Linked DNA regions of Mus musculus: region 2 is linked to region 1. A link is a contact called in public Hi-C data. All regions are on one chromosome and are shown on one strand. The core of a region is the stretch at or near the end of the contact, and the rest is flanking DNA. Distances in the headings are between cores, read along the strand shown. Region 1 has its middle 38 kb from the start of Gm38439. Region 2 has its middle 8.0 kb from the start of Gm30483.

The links. Hi-C and Micro-C count contacts between places; a contact is called where the count stands out from the background.
Region 2: a contact with region 1 is called in a Hi-C map of uterus, with 2.7 times the contacts expected there. The contact joins two enhancer-like sites. A contact is called at or near these places in 2 of 15 datasets of contacts at CTCF or cohesin (both in embryonic stem cells), 47 of 484 Hi-C or Micro-C datasets (8-cell embryo, cerebral cortex, cranial neural crest and 16 more) and 5 of 115 datasets of contacts at active chromatin or transcription factors (differentiating embryonic stem cells, embryonic stem cells, expanded potential stem cells and 1 more).

What each region holds. Positions count from the first base shown.
Region 1 is chr7:37,251,265-37,258,522 of GRCm38.p6, reverse strand. No RefSeq gene overlaps it. Among named protein-coding and RNA genes, the nearest start is that of Gm38439, 38 kb to the left of the region's middle. Within about 2 kb of position 3,947, at least 26 of the 459 cell types and tissues checked have an H3K27ac peak or open chromatin away from gene starts, as enhancers often do. A contact at or near this core is called in embryonic limb bud and uterus, where this site is marked.
Region 2 is chr7:37,332,390-37,339,647 of GRCm38.p6, reverse strand. It overlaps a transcript of Zfp536 not described here. Among named protein-coding and RNA genes, the nearest start is that of Gm30483, 8.0 kb to the right of the region's middle. Within about 2 kb of position 2,612, at least 96 of the 459 cell types and tissues checked have an H3K27ac peak or open chromatin away from gene starts, as enhancers often do. A contact at or near this core is called in embryonic limb bud and uterus, where this site is marked.

The DNA of each region.
Region 1 (7,258 bases), core at 2,698-5,197:
TGGTCTCTATTGTGCTCTCTTCCTCTCTGATTCTGCCAGCCTACAGATGACCCAACTGCCTCATGGCTCTGGGACCACAGCAATCCACGTCTTCTGGGTCTCAGGGTCTCTTGTGCTTGCCCCTGCCTTCCTCCACCCTTGCCCATGTTGAGTGACACCAGATCTGATAGTTATCACAAGTAACATGGACATGGCCAAAACCTGGGAGGAGCTGCCTTTATGCTTTGGGGTGTGTCCCTTAATAGGGTACAACTTATTCTAGGGCCCTGCTCTCTGGGGTTCCTTGTTACGTCTAGTATGCTAAAGGACTATCATTCAGGAATGTCACCATCCTGTCCAGGGGAAGTATGATTTGAGCCCCTGAAACTACAGGTTGGCAGCACCATGCTATGATAGGTATGGTTATGACAAATAGCCATGCCCTTTCAGAAGACTCATTTTTTTTCAAGTCTGTGGGCTATACTGGGACCATGGTAATTCTTGATTCTTTCTCCCTATGATTGGGTCACGTGGCTAAAACATCTATTTCCTCCTACAAAAGTGTCCTGAGCCTTTAGTTCTTTCTGAAAAACAGCTTTCCAACGTGACACAGGTCTCTCTGTTGGCCTACAATGGAGGATTTGTAAGTTTGCATTGCAAACTGGGATGTGAGCCCTAGACTTCAGTAGCTTTTGTCTAAAAATTGAAGGCTAGCCTGGGCTACCAAGTACAAATCTGTCACAAACAAGAACAGATCCCAGCCAACCAAGCAAATAGGCAAAATAAAGCATGTAAAGAAACCCCCAAACTCTTCCATAGCATTCAGACTAAGCAAGATTGTTTAAGAATGCCTTTGCCCACAAGGACTAGAAAGCAGCAAAAAGATGTTGGAGACACAGGGATTCTTTTTGCATATGTAGTAATGACACTATAGATGCCTCTGTTTGTCAAGAATACCTCAGGGGCCCTCTCTGTGTTTCTATTCTATATCCCTGAGACAGTTGGCTTTTATTTTTGAGCTTGTTGCTTCATGGTGCCAAGATGGTTGCTTAGATTCAGACATCACAACTATATATCCAGCAGGAGAAAAAGAAAGAGACTGACTCTTGTAACCTGTCCATGCACAGGGAAACCAAAGCCTTCTTTGCCAATCATGTCTCTACTGAACATGGCGGTGGGGGCTGCCCACATGGAGGCTGAGTTTTCATAGAGTTGATCTAGCCCTAGCTTGTGTGGACCATTCAGTACAGCAAGTGTCTGTGTGTCAGACCCTGTATGAGTTCTGGGGAGGGAAGGAATGGGTGTTAATGGAAGTCAAGCTAACTTCAGGCTGCAGCCCCATGTGATCCCACAACCCTAACCTCAAACCCTAATCCAACTAATGAGTGTGGACCACCCTGCACAGTACATGCATGGCTAAGGTCAATGTCCTTAATTGGGGGTGTGGGGATCGGGTGGGCTCCAACTGAAGCTGGTTTTATCACTTCAAATCATCCTAGTCTAGAAGCCCTCCCTGTCATCCTCCAACATCTTCCAATGGGGCCAGGAGGCAGTGCTATCTGTATCAAGGCTGCTGGTCCAGCTCGAGCCTTGCGCTCACACTCGGCTTCGCAAGCTCGCTGGCAGTCACCACCCTCAGCTGACCAAGGCCAAGTGCACCTGGACCTTTGCAAACTCTTGGAAGACATGCTATTTTTCTTTGCCCAAGTAATTGTTAAGGACAGAGCCCGGGAAGGTATTCTAATTAATTAGAGCATATATTTGAGTCTGTCACAGTGTACCAGACTCAGGACCAGAATCCAAATTTCCCACTTATCTGCCTCCACCAACCATGACCCGAGGCACCCCTCTCCTTCCCCGAATTTGTATTTGCGTGTAAGCTGCAGCCTGTGACCAGAGCCTTATTAGCTGATGGACATTTTACTTTTAAATGACCATTAACTTACCAAGAGCCACAGTGTGCTGATAAAGGAACCCTGTCAGGACCACATCTATTTCTCTCCATTATCCTTCAGATGTCCAAAGCACATTTCCATCCCTAGGACCACTCGGTCTAGAAGAGTGCTCTGCACCTGTCTGGTTCACCTGTGTCTTTGCTCTCTCTGTCCTGCCTTGTGCCCCGAGAGCCCCCACAACCACAATGGAGCTAGCTGACCTCTTCTGTTCAACTGTGAACATTTGAGCCACGGTGTAAACAATCCGGCTTCCACTCAGTTGTGATACGTCCTTGCTGGACACCTCTTGCAGCCTCCAGCTCCGAGACTAAAGATGGAGGTGGGTCTGAGATAAGATGCTCTGTTGACCTCCTGGGATTCCCAGGCAGAAACTCCTGCTTGGCTGGAATTCCGTCCACTCTTGGCAAGGCTAACTTCCTGTCTCCAAGGGAGAGGGCCTTGTAAAAAGGCATAAAAATGAGGCTTCTAAAGGCATCCTGGACTTCAGCTAGATGTTGCAAAATTACATTTTGATGAGTTCAGTGCAAATGAACCAGAAACATATGGATTCAATTTCCCTCGGAATCCACATGGGTTTAAAAACCAAAGGGGGTGGGGGAGGATGTATTTGAGGAAGAACATTTTAGGTCTCAGCAAATGCCCCACATTTGTAAACAGCAGTTTGAGGTCTGTGCTGATTGCATCCCGGGCTGGTTTCCTCTCCCTAATAATAGAATAGACAGGATGCTGTGCAGGGTACCAGGGGTGTGAGGATACCCCAACAATTCCACTCCTTCTCTTGTCTCAGCTCCATGTCTGAGGTGGTACCCAGATATCCCGCTGAGGTTTTGACCCCACACTTCCACATTTCTGCTTCTGCAAAGATAAAATGTCGCAGGGGGCATCATGTGACCATCAAGTGCCAGGAAGGACCCACACTGAGGAAGCTTGAAGTTTAGGATGTGAAGTACAAGGCTGCTTAACTTAGGGTAGAGACGAGAATGTGAATCTGAGGCTTTTGAATGAAAGGCCAGGGATGTTCTCTTCATCAGAAATGCCCTCCCCCACCCCCAAACTCCTTTCAGACAGGGATCAAGAGGCATCTATGCCCACCTGGAAGTGTGGTTCCAAAGGACACTGGGGCAGGACCCAGTGCAATGCTCATGAGAGGCTCAGAGATGTTCTAGAAAGTTCCAGATAGTTCCTTAGGTGAAAAAATAGAGAGAAAGAGAGGAAAGACGAACCTGTGAAAGCCCTATCTCTCATCTCCCACTCAGAGCAACCCAACTCCCTCTGTTATTACTGACCGTAAAGGTGAGATTTTTGACTGCTGAATGAATGGTTCATGGTTAAAGTTTAAAAATGATAGGAAACTTGGGCAGGGGCGGGGCTTCCCATCCCTACCGAGTCAATCCAGTTTTACAGATGTCCAGATGATGCTACGAGCTGCTGTGGGTTTCTTGTTTTCTCTTTGCAGTATGGGTTTGCATAGCTGCTAGCTACCAAGACACCAGAGCTGAGAATAAACAAACCCACCCATCTGACCATTTAGGTCACTTCTCTGCTCAAACCTGGTACTACCAGGCAGTTAGCAGAAAACTAAGATTCAAAGTCACTTGGAGGAGTCACCTTGGGAAAACGACTGTGTGAGGTAATGAGATGGCAACAAATTCTGGGCACCGGAGAATTTTGGCTCCTTACACCAATATGCTAATCAACGGGGTGGTCCAAAACAAGCCTGCAGTATGGTCCAGAGCTTTGGAGGTAATGCTTCTGAACGCCTTAGGCAGAACTCCTGGCTTTTGCCGAAGGGAAAGGGAAAGAGCCTTCTTGGCTCCTAGGTAGCAGAGGGAGCCATGAGTCTGCACTGTCTTGGCTTCCCTGGGGAGAAAGCTGCCTGGGCCCGCCTAGGTACATCCTGAGAAGCGTGCAGCCAAACCAGATCCCCCATCTGATTGCTATTAGGCTCTGTGACTTTCTTTATTGGCAAACAGTCTGTCAGCAGCTTCTCCTTGCAGAGCGGCCCAGATGTGCTTACAAAGAGTTCCACACTCAGCCCCACGCGCACCACCACTTTGCCAGACTGCATCCTGGCCCAGGAGTCCAGCGGCAGACAGAGCAAAGCCTAGTCTGGAGCCAGGGGAAGTAGAGTGACCCTGCATGTGCCGGTCCATCCGTTTAAGGTGCAGAGCACGCCCCTGGTGCGGTGGGGACCAGCTGGCCCTGGGCACAGTTTGAGGTGATGCAGACGAGACACCACTCTGGACTCTTGTGTTCTTTGACCCTCCATCCTGAGGGAGGGTGCTTCTCGCTGGAACAATGGCAGGAAACATGACGGCGGTCGGCTGTGGTCCTTGACCTAGCTTATGATGCTATCCAGGTGGCCCCCCACCAGCTTGTCCCTCGAGATAGAGGACAGCATCAAGAACTTCGTCTATGTGAAAGGGTGATAGCTACAAAATTGGGCCTCAACATACCGTTGTCACAGGAAGGCTAAATGCTTGAAGCAAACAGAACCATGCAAAATGAAGCTCCCATCCCAGTTTTCTGGCATCCACAGACATCCGTGTGCATCACAGAATCCCAGGTCTCCTTTGGGAAACCTGTGGGATGAGCCATCCCCTCTTTTACATAGACTTTATAAGCCTTTCACCTGCCTCTGCTGCTTCTTGTATCCAAGGGTATAGTTGGACCCACACCTATGTTTTCATCCCTGAGGAAGGCTCTCTAGAAAGAAGGGATAGGGTGAGGTTCAGGTAACTTTCCCTCTGTCACCTTCCTTCCCCCAACCTATACCTTAAAAGTCAAAGACAATTCCTTCTGATCCAGCAGGAGACAAAATGAGGCTGGAAAGGAGGCCAGTCTTTCAGAGTTTCTCAGACAACCTGCATCAAAGAAAGACTCAGCCAGGCCTGGGGGTCCAAGCCTAAACCCCAGCTACTTGGGAGGACAGCCATTTCAAGGCCTGCCAGGGCTACACAAGTGAGTTCTAGACCTGTGCAACTCAACAAGACTGTTTCAAAAGAACATGAGAAATATCACGGGGATGGGAGCACAGCTCTCTGGTAAAGTCCTTGCTTAGCACATGGGAGGGCCTGGGTTCATTCCTCAGTGTTGAAAACAAATTGTTCAAAGGCTGCACTGGTTGGAAAGCACCGCCATCTCTTGGGGCCCACTGCCCTCTCAGATCCTGCATGGTCTCTCTTCAAGCAGTTCTTATTCCAAGAATGCTTTGCTGTGTACAAGGCTGTCCTCTGCAATGTTTTGAATACTACAATGCCATTGTTCAGCTCCCTAGTTTGACTTGTCTAGGACAGTCATGTTAAATGAAGTTAGCGCAGTAGTTACTAATGGGCTAACCATAGAAACAGGATTCATTCTTGGCCCATGAGGCATAAGCCAACACGTTCTCAAACAGATTCCCTTCCTTTAAAAGGAGACATAAGAACGTGGCAACTCCCTATATCTTTCTTCTGTTTGATCTTATTTATTTGGTACTTTGAGGGTTAATTTTGATTGACAACTTTACTGGATTGAGAGACATCCAGGAAATTAGCAAAGCACCTTTGTGGTGTGGCCATGAGGGAAGAGGGAGGAACAGTTTATATCTGGCAGCACCATCCCCTAGGCTGGGCACCTTGATGGAATAAAATGGGGAGAAAGGGAACATGTAGATGGGTACTAGCATTCTGTCCTCTCTGCTTCCTGGCCTCCATCAAGCAGTCAGCTCTCCCTTACCATGGTGTTTACCATCATGTTCACCATAATGTTTCTGTCTCAGCACAGGGTCTAAAAGCATTGGGGTGGGGCCAGCTGACCTTGGAATGAAACCTCTGAATCCATGAACCCAAATAGTTATTTCCTCTCTTAAGTAATTTCATCAGTTATTTTGTCACTGAAACATAAAACTAACTGTGGGGCCAATATTGCACCAGGAAGAGCAAAAGCAGAGACCTTAAGTCAAGGGCTCTTTATGTTCTCAGAACTCAGATAGAAACAGTAAAGATTTAGACAATACTCATTTCTAGCTTTCCTGCTTCCTCTGACATTGATGCTATTGTTATTTACCTGGGTCAGAATTGGATTTAAATACCTGTATCAGGGGCTAGAGAGATGGCTCAGTACAAGAGCACTAAGTGCTCTTCCAGAGGACCTGAGTTCAATTCCCAGCCACCACATGGTAGTTCACAACCATCTGTAATGGGATCCGATGTCCTCTTCTCGTGTGTCTGATGAGAGTGACTGTGTACTCATATACATAAAATAAATAAATTACTTTTAAAAATTAAATAAATGCCTTTATCAGCGTGACAGACCAACAGGCAATTGCAGTATGGATCACTCTGTATAAACTCCTTGGAGGCCTCTGTGACCCAAATGGAGTAACTATGTGTGTCTCTTCCACCCAGTGGGGAACTCTGTGTCTAACCACATGCATTGTGTCTGACAGAAGCAAGTTAAAGGAGTAAAGATTTATTTTGGCTCACAGTCTCAGAGGAGTTTCAGGCCACAGTGGCAGGAGAATTCTGTGGCTGCTCATGTGGCTTAAGACCAGGAAGCAGAAAATGTGGGCCAAGATATATCTTTTATAGAGTTACTTTTTAGTGGCTTGCCTCTCTTGACCCTTCTCTACCAGCCAGGTCTTACCTCCTGAAGGCTCCACACCCTCCCTAAACAGCACCAGTAATCAGGGAAATATGTTGAAAACATGAGCCGATGGGAGACATTTCAGGTTCAAACCAAACACGCTTCATGTGTCTTTCTTCCTTATCTCTGAGGAGCAATTGGCAATTAAAGCCAGAAAGAGCTTAACCCTCATTCAGTTGTAGCCGTAATGTTCAGAGGGAGGAGGAGACTTAGTGACTTGTTTAGTATACACAGAAAGCCCAGATCCAGAAGGAGTCCACAGACCTGTTGAAGCTTTACCGCCTTTCCTGTTGAGCCATTCTTGGCTGCTTTGCCCAGTTCTTCTCTATGCTACTTCCTTCAGCCCTGTCTCCTCTCTTTCTTCTCTGCCCAAGGTACATGGACCCCTCCATTTACTAGTGCATGCAGCAGCTTCACTAAGAATGTAAGCTGTGCACAGGGGACTGTGCTAGAGAAACATGTGGCATTTGTTAGAGCTATTCCTCGAGGGTCACTAGGATGTGTTACTAGGGTACTGAAGAGTGGTCACAGGGGTTGGACCCACAGATCGTGTTGGAGCATGGGAACTGACTCTGGCCCAGCTTCATGGGTCAGGTTTAACTGTGTTCCTTCCCACCCCATCCTGGTCCCTTCCCACTGGCTTGGAGGGACAGATGATTGCTGGGGAGTTGGTGTTTATCCATTCATTTTTGAACAAA
Region 2 (7,258 bases), core at 1,363-3,862, 82 kb before region 1:
TAGTGCATTCTCAGAACCTCCAGGACTCCTGATGGGTTATCTACCTGATCACCATCATCTACCAGGCTACCGGCTGCCTGGCTTTGCTGGACAGTCGAGGGTTATACATTCCTATAAGACTGAGCCCCCAAGTAGAGGCAAAAAGTCCCCCTGTCCAGAGAAGACTTGGAATATTGAGTCTCTATACTGAAGTGAGTCTGGGAACGAGGCTTCACGGAGTTAATAGTTCATATTCAGTCATATTCAGGTTCTCTCTCTCTCTCTCTCTCTCTCTCTCTCTCTCTCTCTCTCTCTCTCTCTCTCTCTCTCTCTGTGTGTGTGTGTGTGTGTCTATGTGTTCATGTGTGTATTGATGTGTCTATTTGGAAACTCTGTTAAGACATACAGGTTTCCATCTGCAGTGTCCACCCTTGTCTGGTTGTTCCTAGCAACCACGGGCATTTTTCACTGGATGCCACTAATCCCTCCTGCTGCTTTAGGGTCTTATCTTTAAAACAGGACCTGGGGGTTCATCTGTGGCCCAGGGCCATTGCCTAGTTTCAGGAGTCAGCCGCCACAACTTCCCTGAGACTCACACTGGACTCTCTCAGAACCTCAGTTTCCACTTCCAGGAAGTGGGAGGATTTGCCACGGGGGAGCCACACAAGGGTTGGGCCAGGTTAGGTAAGACAGCTGTTGTGCCCTACAAACAAAAGGCACGGAGTGCCAGTCAACCTGCTAGCCAGCCACAAACAGAAATGCTCCCCTCCTTTAGCAATGCGCGTGCTCTTCCCTGCCTTCCATTTTACTAAATCATTTCATAAGGCATTTTTCTGGAGGAACCACAGACACTAGCTAACCATTATGAGTCTTTGATGGCCCGTGGGCTCCTGAGGCTGTTTCTTAGAGTCAGAACAAGGACGGGTATCAGACAGTTTCTGGAGAGAAGGCTGAAGGTGGGCAAGAGGGCAATTTGAACAGACTAACCGTGTCTCCAACAAAACCTTGACTATTTTTCCTGAGCAGAGCCATCTGACTGGCTCTCTGGGCAGGCAGAGTTGGTTGGGATCTTTCTGTATCAAAAGGGGACCTGATCAGGAGACCTGCTCCCCCCGCCCCCCCCCCCGCCCCCGCCCCAAGCTCACAACCACACGCAGGAGACAGACTGCATCTGGGCCCCTTGTCCCAAGCAGCTGCAGCTGGGGGGAGCCACGCCTGCTGGGGTCCCAGGCCAAATGTAACCGGGAAGATGCAGATAATAAAAATCTACTTGTCACGGAGACATTCCTCAACTGTTAGCAATCAATTTGGGGGGCGAGCACAAGGGGGTGGGAAATACCGAAGGACATCAAAGAGGGTCTCACTCGCAGCTCTGCTCTGTCTCAAGGCTCTGTAATTTGGGAAGGTTCTGTGCTAAGTAATTTGTGAGCCTCCAAACACACAGGTTATTGTTTGTGGACAGATGGCACGTTGCGTTTTATCGCTTTTCCTTCTGTGGGTCCTCATACGCAGGACTAATGTGCATTCGGAAGTCTTTGTCTCCTGGCTAAAAATCTCTAATCTAAAACAGGCAATCAAGTACAGAGGCAGAGGTTTGGAGGCATAATCAGAGTTTTAAAAGCAAAGAAGAGGAGGAGGGGGGGGGGAGGCGGGAACCAAACTGCAGTCAGCACACAGATGTGTGTGTGTAGAAGCCGAGAGATGATCGGTGTGTTAAAAGTGGACAAAATTACCAGGGTTCTGAAACGCAGAAGCTGGGAGAGAGTACCCCGTCTTAGCCTTGGCCGGCACCTGGGCACCGTCTGGCATCACCGGAGTGTGGCCTCGGCTGACTTGCCCTCCAGAATCCGGGGGTCTTTGTTTCTATGTGCAGTGTGGTCATAGCCGTGGTGGGGCCTGGGAGGGCCCCTTTCTAGAAGCTTCAGCCACCCTCCCAGTTAAATCAATGTTGGTACCCAGGAAGGAACTGCGCCAGAGGAAGAAGTGCACTCCTCTTTTCTTCCTATGGAATTTTTCCCCCTTTTTTTATTCTGAAGATAGAATCACTGTTTGTAAGCATCTGAAAGTCATTAGAAGCTCCGCAGTCTGTCAGGTGTCGACGCAAGAAACTGCTGGAATCAAACGGGTGCCTGCACCCAGGGCTGGGGATTTGTCATGTGCTGATGAGGAGTTATAATAATATATGAGCAAATCACAAGCATTCTGCAAATTAATCAAATTCTTTTCCCCCCTTCTCCCTTGTCTCGGGGAGAGTGGCTTTGCAGGCAGACGTAGGTGAAGCAGCTCCCGCTCACAGATGGTCTCTCTGGCATCAGATGGAATTTATGTAACAGTAATTCTGAGTTCCTGCCAAAGTAGCAGTGAGCACACCAGGGAAGATTGTAGAAGGCGAGTCATGTGGCTCTGCTGAGGTTGTTGTGGGAAGTTTAAGGGGGGAAATCTCGAATTTTCTTTTACTGTTTTTGCCTGAAGGGCCAGAAACGGAACGCCATTCTGCCATGGGCGAAATCCGTCACATCTCTCCTTGCCGCCTGCACTGAAACGAGCGCTTCGCAGCTGTTACAACTGCTGGCGGGTGACAGAGCCCCAGACCCGATCCTCGCCCTCCCAGCTCCTTACAAGATTGAAAGGGGAATGGGTTCACAAGGTGGGCGCAGCTACACGCTAAAAGAGGCCGGCCTCTCTCGCCTACGCGCGCGCGCGCCCCTCCCCTTCGGCTTCCCCTGGCATTGAAAAAGACCTACCAGGGCTTTTTCTTTTCAAGTGTTTTATTAAATGAAGAGTCTAACAACCCTCACTTTAATTACACACGGGCTTCGTTTATAATTCCCCTGGATTTATTCAAGTAGTTGAAAACGACGGTGCTGGTGATTAAACCGATCCTGTTAGTTTAGCAGGGTGTTGGTGTGTGATGTGTGTGTCACAGGGTGCTTGTGTGTACCTGCGTGTGGGTGCTTGTTCTGCGGCCTCCCTGTGCTAATGACGCCCTTATCCTGCCTTTACAACTGCCCCTTTGGGAAATGTCATCTTGTATGGGACAAAAGGACATAGGAGCTGACTCTCTGGATCCCCTGCGTTGAGGGACCCTTTCACGCTATAGGGAGATTTTTTTTTTCCTTATGCAGAGGGAAAAATCATAGCAAGATGGCGTGGAGGAGGCTGCATTATGCAATGGAAGTCCTAGTGCTGTGGCTTTGGGTCCCTCCCGTCCCTCCCACCCCCACCCTGCCATCCTAATGTAAAGCCCTGCCCATTTGTTTTGGTTTACGTGACTACAGAGAAATAAGTGGATTAGAGAGAAACTTTTGCATGCTTCATTGCAGCTGGATGCCGACATCTGTCATTCCTCAGCCATCTTCTGGATCATGCCAGCAAGGGAGAGCAAAGTCTGACACCTTTGATTTTTAGAAAGAGCCTTTTATTAGGGGGAAGAAAAGAGAAGAAAGGAATTGTGTTTCTTTTGTGACTCCATGAGAGAGGGGTGGGGTGGGGAGATAGCTACCTTTCTGAGGGCACCATTCATTCATTCATTCATTCATTCATTCATTCATTCATTCATTCATTCACTCACTCACTCACTCATTCATAGGCGTGCCACAGTAGCAGCCAGCAGTCTGAAAGTTTATGTTTCTGTCTTTTTTCTACACCATTTTCCATTGTTCCAGAACTAGTTGCAGGGAAGGGAGCACGCTAGGAAAATGCAGATTTCAAAATATCATGTCCATACATCTCCCGTGGATGAAGGCCCCGGGGGTGAGTAACCAGCAGGCATGGATTCCTTTAAGGAATGGGGTGTCTATAATTCTCTATCACACATTCTCTGACCTCAGGACCTAGAATGGCACTGCAGCTGGCAGAAGGTGACCCCAGTTTTTAGAGAGGTGCCATCTACAGGGTTCCCCCAACACACACCCTACAGAAATCGTGCTAGTTTTGATGAGTGCTGTGTGTAAGTTGTGGATTATCACAGGTAATCTTGGAGAACAACTTCTGGTAGACTGCCTCCTTATTCACTGTATTAGAGCTGTCCCTCCCTCTGACCACTGTGTCTTTTGAATGGGATGCAGTGCACACCCTTGGCACAAGCCTCGTTACCATATTGGTCCCCCCTCCGGCACTTAAACTCTACCGCAAACCAGAAACTAGAAGGAAGAGCTGATGTGTTCATTTTCAGAGACACAATGGAAAACAGGAAGCCAGGGAACAGGCCACGACCACCCACTTGCTTGTTTCCCTGGGTGTGTACAGGAATGAGGTCCATCTGGTGCTGAGAAGGATGTAAAACCCTCACCCCTCCCTCCCACCCACTCACTGCAAGGTAAGGCTGGGCTTGTACACAGGACCTTGTGAAGCTGAGCTAAAACCATGATGCTGGCAGCGCCTGCATGGGCACACATAGTGCATTCCAGGGGTGGCTTGGGGGCGGGGTGGGGGCGCTATCTGCTGCCTCCTGGAAGATCTTGCCAGACCTTCTGACTTCTCTAGGGGAACTGGAAAACCATATTTTAGTATGAAATCTTTTGTTTGTTTGTTTTTTTGGCTGTGTGTGTGTGTGTGTGTGTGTGTGTGGTGTCACCCATTAAGAGAGGCAGCCTTGAAGAAGAGGGGAAGAAGGAAGCTGTCCAGGATCATGGGGAGGAGCAGAGAGGAGAGGAGAGCAAGGAAGAGTTTGTGAGCTCCCTGAGGCCAGAAACTGGGAAGAGAAGGTCCAAGATCTGCCTTGTTAGGGCCTCTTTCTCACTCCCACCAGGATGTTCCCAGCTCCTTAAAGTGAAGAATAAGGATTAGGCAGAGGGGACTGCTCACCCCAGGGAAGCCTCCAGCTTCCTTCTTTATCCAGCCACTTCTATGCTTAGAGCTGCTAAGGTTCCCAAGTTCCTGGGGAAGGGAGGGACCCATAATTTTGGAAGCTTTGCCAGGTAGGACATGCTCCAGTGCCTGTTTCATGCCTTTGACAAGAAAGAGGAGATGGTGGGTTGTAAGGGGGAGATGGTGTGGTGTTGTGACAGCTTCACTGGGGGCTCCGGGCACAAGAGGGGACACCATTCTAAAGTCAATGGCAGCAGTATACATCGCAGGAAGGGATGGTAAGTTAGACAGCCAGGCAAAGGAGACAAGACAAACAAGGACCTATGAATGGCCATGGTGAAGGGGTACACACAAGTGCAGATGGGGCTTCATGCTGGCAGGTGGGTATGGCTGAGAGCTCTCCCCGTTACTCTGAAGGAGCCCTTTGGCTCTGTGGTCTAAGTTGTTCTTTAGCAAGATTTACCCAGCCCAGGGCTGGCAGTTAGTGCCTCAGGAATTCCTTCCATTTGCCCAGGGGCTTAGGTATCAGAGTTGGCTCATCACCCCGAAGGCTGAGAGGCTGGTATGACTAGCAGGTGTTACAGCTGCTGATGTTAGAGTCCCTCTCATGTTTGCCTTCTGAATAGTGCCTTTATTTTGTTTAATATCTTGAAATCAATATATTAAAAAATATAAAAACAACTAAGATAGCTGTGTTTGAGTCATAGCATATATCTCTGAGTCACTTTTTCTTTTATCCTAAGTTTGTGAACCTCAAAATTGCTTAGCACAGTGTCCACACCCCCACATGCTACAGACAGCAAAGTGTCCTGACGAGTGTCCCTCTCCTGGGGTGCACGTCACCCTGAGGCCCACGTCGCCTTCGTGTGGCCTCTCTTAGCAATTCCTTCAATATTAAATGCACTTGCCCAGAGACAAACCCAGAGTCTCATTAGAGTATTATTATATTACACAGCTGAAAATCTTCAAAAAAAAAAAAAAAAAAGAAAGAAAAAAGAAAAAAAAAAAAGAAGGAAGGAAGGAAAGTAAGATCATCGACCCTTTGAAGGTTATTTAATGATAAACGTAAATGTTTTCATAAAATCCGGGGATGATTTAAGATCCCAGATCAATAGTGGCTGTGGAGCTTGTGCCGCCGGCTGGCTGACCACCCAGGCAGGCTGGTGGCTCCACAGACCATGGCTGCCCGAGGCAAACAAATAAATGTGGTGTGACTTGGAACCACAGGGAGTGGTCTGGGCATGGGAGTTGAAGCTGCCTGGGAAGAGAGCAAAGAACGCGCGCGCGCGCGCGCGCGTGTGTGTGTGTGTGTGTGTGTGTGTGTGTGTGTGTGTGTGTGTGTGTGTGTGTGTGTGAAGGACAAGGGAGCATGGCAGGGAGCCCTTGCAGTGTCCAGGGTTGCTTGCAATGAGGGTAGGGTGGTCTGGACTCTTGTAGACTGTGCCTGGCAAAGCCCCCACTAGCCAAAGACCCTTTTCTGCAGCTTCTCCTGTTGGAGTTCTTCCCAGCCTGTGCCCAAAGTTACAGGCCACGGTCAGTTCAGCTCCGACTACACAGCCAAACTTTGGTATCCCTGGCCAAGCATGCATCCTCTCAGAGTCTCAGAGTCCCCCTCCTCCATGGGAACTTCAGAGAGGAAGTGTTTCCATATCCTAACCACACCCAGGAAAATTTTATTTGACTCTTCTTATGAGCCACATGCTAAATATTTTACGGACTTTCTCTCAGTCCACCCAAATCACAAACCGACCCGTGTCTTATCTTTTATCAGTATTATGACACCCATTTTACATCCCTGAGATCCAAGGGATGAAGTCGCTTCCCAAAGGGGCACACAGCCCCAGTCAAGCAAGGTCTGGTTATGACTTGAGAGCCTCTACTTTAACCGCTTTGATTCAGAAATCAAAACTACCAGGGCTCCATGCTGATACCTCCTGTGAACCTTGGTAGCAAGTCTGGGGTAGGGGTGGTATGATGCTTCCTCTTTAAGTCCATCAAGTTTGTCTTATCAGGATAATTTGCAAGCCACCTGCCAGGTTTATTATCTTATATGAGTTTCTATAATTTGTATGTGACTGTGCCCAAGTATATGTATGTGCAGGTGTCTCCGGAAGCCAGAGGGTATCAGATCGGGAGACAACAGATGCACTGGGAACCCAAACTGTATCCCGTGCAAGAGCGGCAAGTGCTCTTCATCACTGAGCCATCTCCACCAGCTCCCACCTGCTAGCGTCTTGCACCAGGGCCATACTTTTAGCTGTGGTTACTTTTAGTCTGAAGTTAGGTGTTGGGATTTTTCTGCTACGGAACATCAGCTCTAGGTTTCACCATCAGCTAATGATAGATGGCACGGAAGAGAACTTTGAAAGTGAGCCTTTTATTTTCGTACCGATTTAGATCAACAAAGCACACTCACAGGTAGTGAGGAGATGCGCGGGTCTCTCGGCCATTTCCTTCTATCCCGAACGTC